2 separate regions of the Columba livia genome follow, and region 1 is linked to region 2. The links are chromatin contacts, called in public Hi-C maps. All regions are on one chromosome and are shown on one strand. Each heading gives the region's core, a stretch centred on a gene start, on an enhancer-like site or on the middle of the called end of the contact. The rest is flanking DNA. Distances are from core to core; before and after follow the strand shown.

Evidence for each region. Hi-C and Micro-C count contacts between places; a contact is called where the count stands out from the background.
Region 1: a Hi-C map of crop shows a contact between it and region 2, with 2.2 times the contacts expected there. The contact joins the promoter of LOC102090381 here to the enhancer-like site in region 2. A contact is called at or near these places in 2 of 2 Hi-C or Micro-C datasets (crop and liver).

The regions. Positions count from the first base shown.
Region 1 is chr5:51,997,447-52,000,364 of bColLiv1.pat.W.v2, forward strand. LOC102090381 (cytosolic 5'-nucleotidase 1A) reads right to left here and starts at 1,366. Exons shown (of 7, transcript XM_021299480.2): 1 at 1,224-1,366. It overlaps SYT8 (synaptotagmin 8), which reads left to right and starts at 2,049. Exons shown (of 12, transcript XM_065065108.1): 1 at 2,049-2,279. The coding sequence starts at 2,210.
Region 2 is chr5:51,879,959-51,882,970 of bColLiv1.pat.W.v2, forward strand. No RefSeq gene overlaps it. Among named protein-coding and RNA genes, the nearest start is that of MOB2, 7.2 kb to the left of the region's middle. Within about 2 kb of position 1,388, at least 1 of the 3 cell types and tissues checked has an H3K27ac peak away from gene starts, as active enhancers do.

The DNA of each region.
Region 1 (2,918 bases), core at 116-2,615, 120 kb after region 2:
TACCTACCTCTAATAACGGCAGTATTGTTTACATACAGATATGCACACAGGCACCCATCTCCGCTGCAAGCCCCCCCATGCCCGCAGTGCGAGACGCGCAGGAAAGCGTCGCAGGCGGATGCTGGCAAGTCCGGCAGCTCCACCTGCAGCTGCGGACGCGGAGCAGCTCCCGCTCCCCGCACACACCGGAGCTTCGCTGGAGACAAAAACCCAAACTCACCGCAAGCGCTGCCTCCACTCCCGGCGCAGCCTGTCTGGTGGCAGCAGCCAAACTTTGCCCAAGACGCCGCCGTTTATATTTCCCCCTCCCCGCGCTGGCAGGAAGCTGGAGGAGCCAGGCGGGGTGCAGCTCCGCTCCCCGGGCTGCTGGGATGTGTAGGCAGCGGCGGGGCTGGCGCCGTGCCCGGGCCAGGCTGCATCCGCAACCGGCATCGCGCCGGCGGCTCATGGCTGCCGGGGCCGGCCTAGGACACGGGCACGCTCTGGGGAAGGGGCTCAGGTCCTGCTTTTTGGGCCTTTTCGGAGCTTGTGCTCAGTCGCCACTCGCTACTCACAGGTGCTGCAGTGGTGTCTATTTCTGTAGCCATGGTACTTACAGCGCACTATCAGACCTCTGTTTTCCCAGCCCTCAAATACATAATTGTTTTGACTGAAAATATAGGGGGATCTGTTCAAGAGAGGCTTGCAGATAATGCAGGTGTATGCAGGGAGCTGAGCCAGGGAGAAGGGCTGATGCAGATTGTGGCAGAGTGCAGTGGGGACTTGCCATATTTGTAAATTTACTGTAATGTTTTCAGGTCCCCTTTCCTGTCTTTTCTGGAGGCTGCCTGTTATGTACTGCAGGGGTGATTTTTGGGCTGGGACCTTGCTCCCCTGGGCAGGCTGTGCAGCACCCAGCCCTGCAAGGCTGGTGCTAGCCAGGGGCAGAGGGCTGACACAGAGGGGTGGCAGCCATCCTGCAGCTCTTCTCCTGCCCAGACGGGGCACATCCCTGCCCCAGTGCTGGAAGATGGACCAGAGCAGCAGCCTCCTCAGCCTGGCTCCTGCCAAAGAAGCTACTGATATGCTCAGCCTTTAGCATGTATGTGTAAGCCCCCTTTCCCTGACTGATTTTATTGGGGATGTTCCCTTTTCCCCTGCCCCTTTATGTATTTTTCCTATATATCCTCAGGGACTGCCAGTTTAGGGCAAAAAGTGTTTTGGCATCTACACATTCCTCTTACCGAGGTTTGCTGCAGCATCATCTCCTGCTCCTGGAGATGATGCTTTTCCTCTGAGCAGCAGGAATGCAGGGTGCTTCCACACAGGGCTGTGTTTCAGGTGGCTGAGAGGCAGCCCCAGCACCTCTTCCACGGCTGGGTGCCCATTGTGACAACACCTTGGTGGTCACAGGAAAATCTGGCAGGACTGGTGAGCTGGGGTAGCTGAGCAGAGCTGGGACAGGTCTGGTTTCTGGGGTCTCTCCCATCACATCAGTGTCAGCCACTGGTCACCTGTGGTAACACTTCCTGCTTCTGGCACTGCCCCAAATTCTTGGGCTGACTTTGCTGAATTGGCAGCAAGCAACGGAAGTGTGCAAACATAAATTTAATGAGACAGGGATGCCAGTGAAATTGCTCCTGGCCATGTTCCTGGTGCTGGTCTAGTTGGTGCTGGGGGACAGAGCCACCCAAGCAGCGGCCTTTCACCCCATCTGTCCTCCCTGCCATGTTGGAGCTGAGCATCTCTGTTCATCCCCACTGCTGCACACGTTTCCCAGGCCCTCACATGGTGCCCCTGGGAGCCAATGAGCTGGGCTCCCTGGGTGCAGAGCTCCTCTGGGATGGACCCGTCCCCTTGCAAGTGTCCATCCCCTTGTGCTGAGTGTCTGCAGCCACATGGTCCAGCCCAGCATCACTGCAGAGATAACTTGAAGAAGCAAATTTGCTGGGCTGCAGAGCCTGGCAGCGATGCCCACCAGCTTCTCACAGGCAAGAGGGCAGGTTTTGCTTCCTGGTCTGGCAGGGAGTTCCCTGCTGGCTTTTCATATGCGTGAGCACCTCTTGGGTCAGTGGTGAGGTGGGGCTGACAGAGCTGCTGGGGCCACCCGGTTCCTGGGCTAGCAAAGCAGACTTTCCTGTTTTGGCTGTGACGCACAGACACCATCTCCACAGCACCCTTGGCTCTGTTTCTGGCAAGGTCCCATCTCACCCCACAACATGTCCCTGCCATGCATGGCAGCTGGCCCAGGAGTCTGTGCAGAGGGAAAGGGAGACTAAGGCTGAGAAGGAGACGTGACGGTAAGTCTGATTTTGGGACTCTGATCATGAGAGGGTGGAAGCGAGCAGCAGGGATCCCCCAGCTCCTTTTGCAGGAGCTGGGAAGCTCAGGCTCCTTGCAGAGCCCATCGAGGTTGTACTGCTTTGCCTGTACTGCCTCTCCTAGACTGCAGCAGTGCTATCGCCATTGTCCCCAAAACAGTGGCTCAGGTCACCCCATGGGGCTGGGCTAAACTTTTTTCTAAACTGGGGCAAATGACAGACTAATGTGACACAGCCCATGGGGATCTGGCAAGGAAAAAGTGATCTGACACCTAATTCTGTGCTGAGTGGGCACCTGCTCTCCTACACTGTTGTGTTCTCCTACCGCCACAGCCTGAAGCCACAGCCTGGCACCGGTCATTAAAGCTGCTGGCAGCAAGCCTGTGAGTGGAGTTCAGGTGTACAACGGTACAGACCTCCCAAGTGGCACTGGGCAAGTCACTTAACCTGCACACCGTTGCTCCAGTGATGATGCCGCAGGGATTATAACAATTCCCATGTCTCTCCAGCCCTATACCCACATGCAGCCAAGCCCACTGCTGAAAAAATCAAAGGCTTGTGCTGGCTTTGTGTGTTCAGCGGAGGGAAACACAGAAGTGGTTTCTCCTCGGGAGGATC
Region 2 (3,012 bases), core at 138-2,637:
GAATTGAATAGTAGCCAAGCTAGTAAGCTTAGGAAAAGCTGATGGCCACCCATGGGGTCAGTATGCCTGGGCTGACCCATGTGTGTCAGAGAGCTCTGTAAGCTGCATGAGTGTGTGTTTCCTCTTGTCCTCGTACTGGCAATACCATGTCATTGTGGACAGGCTGTAACCAAAGCCATGCTCTCATCTTGCCTGACCAACACTAGCCAATTTGAATGGCCCCCTCAGATAGGGGAAGCAGGATCCATACACCAGCTCCCATGTAGCTTGCCATAGCTGGTGCTGATTTTCCTTACAGATGAGCTCTTCCCTGAGTGTATCTTATCCTACTGCCTGTATCAGGGTGGAGAAAAGGGCATAGGGTGAGAAACAGGGGATGTATTCTTAATTTTTGAGAGGCATGTCTGCCCAGTGTGGTTGGGTTGCAGGCTACCTGGAAGCAAAAGATGCTGCACACAAGTGGGAGCCAGGATTTGCTCATTCCCCCTGCGTTTGCAGGAAGATGGAGACGGTGCCGGAAATTGTTTGCATTATTCTCCTAATGCTGCATCTCTCTCCCAGATGGCAAAACTCCCCCTAGGCCTCCACCTCAAAAAAACCCAGCAAGCAGCAAAGAGCCTGTAAGTCTGTTTTTCAGAGTCCTGGATGCTTTTAACCAGTCCTTGACATTGTTGGAAAGCCAAAGAACAACTTTCTGGCATGTCTTTACCTCTGGTGCAGCTACAGGTAAAGCAGCTCACCAGATGACCTCTAAAGTTTCCTCGGAGCCTATGTCACCCCTCCTGCAAGGCAAGGAGTTGGGCAGCCCATCTACACATGCATGGGGCACTTCTCATGCAGGGCAGAGTTTGGCCCCCACAGCTGTATGCCCAAATGGAAGCAGCCCTGGATTTGCAAGCCCTAGGGATGACAGTGGGACTCACGTGCTAGGATCACACCCAAAGATTTTGTTTGCGGGTTCTGTGTGCCCAGCTCGGAGCAAGCTGTGTGCCCTCAGCCTGCTCACCTAATGAGAACGAGCAGCCGGCTGGATCCAGACAGCAGCTCTGTGTCCATGCCCCTGCTGAGGCCGGGGGCTCAGCATCCCGCAGGCGTTCAGCCCCGCGCAGGGTTGGAGCCTGCGGTACAAAGGAGGCCTCCAATGGCTGCATTAAAGTGTTCCCAGCCCCCACCGATTACAAAGGGTGCCTGGCAGAACAGGAGTCTGTTTGTCTGCTGCGCTCTGCACTAACAGTTGCTTCTGTAAATACATCTCACATGAGCAATTAGCCCTGACAATTTAGAGGTCCTGTCTCTGCCGAGTGGTTCAGAGAAGCTGCTCTTTCACAGGGCACCAAAGACAAGTTCAAACAGCTAGATGTCCCCAGCCTGCCGCTTTCCTGGAGAGACCACAGGTCTGGGTCTGAAAAGCGTCCCTTCCTCTCTGCTGCAGCCCCCTCGGCTGGGACTCAGTGCCTTGACGTGACACGTGTGACACCACCACTCTCAAAACCATCCCCGACGATGACCAAGCACAGAGCAGCGTGGGCCTGTGCAGGAAAGGGGCACACATTACTCTTCAGGTCCTGTGACACCCTGGGTGCAGGGAGAAGTTATTTTAAGGATGCAGGAAATATTATGCTATGAAATTGAAGCTGGCTCCCACTGTGCTTGGAAACCACCCAGCCCAGCTCAGCAGCCATTCTTATCACTGTCTAAATGCAATTGTAATTATTTCTTCTCTCCATCCTTCCTCACATTGCTGGCATTTTTCTCCTCTTTCATCTGGCACAATTAAAACCAAAAACCAACCCAGGAAAAGCACTAATCAGTTATTATTCATGCATATTTGCAATGCCAGGTAGAGGCCTCAGCTGGACAGCAGGGCTGCCTGTGCCAGGCTCTGGTCATTGCAAAAAAAAAAAAAAAAACACAAACAGAATTATTAATACCAAAGCCCTGGAAGTCCTGGGTACATATCTGGAGGGGAGATGTCAAATGCAATGAGCACATTGCAATCAGTATGCCTTGATGCACAAGCCTCTTCTCCTTACAGTTCACTCTGTGCTAAAAAAATAAAAGGGGAAGAGGCAGGGAGAAGTAGACAGGAGATGGTCACCCCCAAGCATGGGACAGCCTGCTGCCTGCTGTCTAGGACTGTCTGAAAAGGGCAAGTCCTGTGTCCCACATTGCTGTTGTGGAAGGAAAGGGAGCTTTTGCTAATGCTGCTGCTCTCTTTCTTTTCTGGCCCTGCTGCATGAACTCAGTTCACCACCTGTACATGTTCCCAGCAGCAAATGCAACCAATTTTTTTTGGGGTGGAAACTGAAGCTGAATTGTTCCTAGGCTGCTATCACTTGCTCCTATGCTGGTATTGTTGGAGTCCAGCTTCAGGAAGATAGCCAGTCTTGCAAGAATGGGGAGCAAAAAAAAAAAGTGACACTATGACACTATGTTTGTTAACATATTTGTACACAGCAGAACCCCCACATCTGCTTTACTTTGCCAACACCTATGCTAAAGAGAAATATCTTTATTTTGCCACATTTGGAATTGGGCAACAAAGCTCTATTCCCAGATTGTGAGATGGATCAAGACTCCCCTATGATTCCTGGTGCCAGCCTGCAGTCCCCGGGGCTTCACATCCCGAGAAGACTCAATGGCACCATCTGATGGCTGTCAGAAAAGCAAGCAGTACAAACGGCTCCTGGAGATGCAGTTGTGGGGGGATGATTCATCCCGTCCAGTAACATGGTTTCTAGCTAGCCGCAGACGGATTAGTGGTCTTTCTGGACAGAATAGGAGGCTTTGGAAAGGATTCAGAAGCACTGAGAGTTGGGATGGTTTGGTCTGCATGGTGGGAATGCTACCCCCTTCCTCACTTGGCTCCTCTAGCACTGACAGAAGAGAAACAGCAGCACATCTGGAGTAGGTACATGGAAAACGGGGCTGGGTGACAGCCAACTTGCAGGCAAAAATGTAGTGTGCTGCTAAGGGTCCCCAAAGCCAGCTCAGAGCAGAGTACACAGTGCC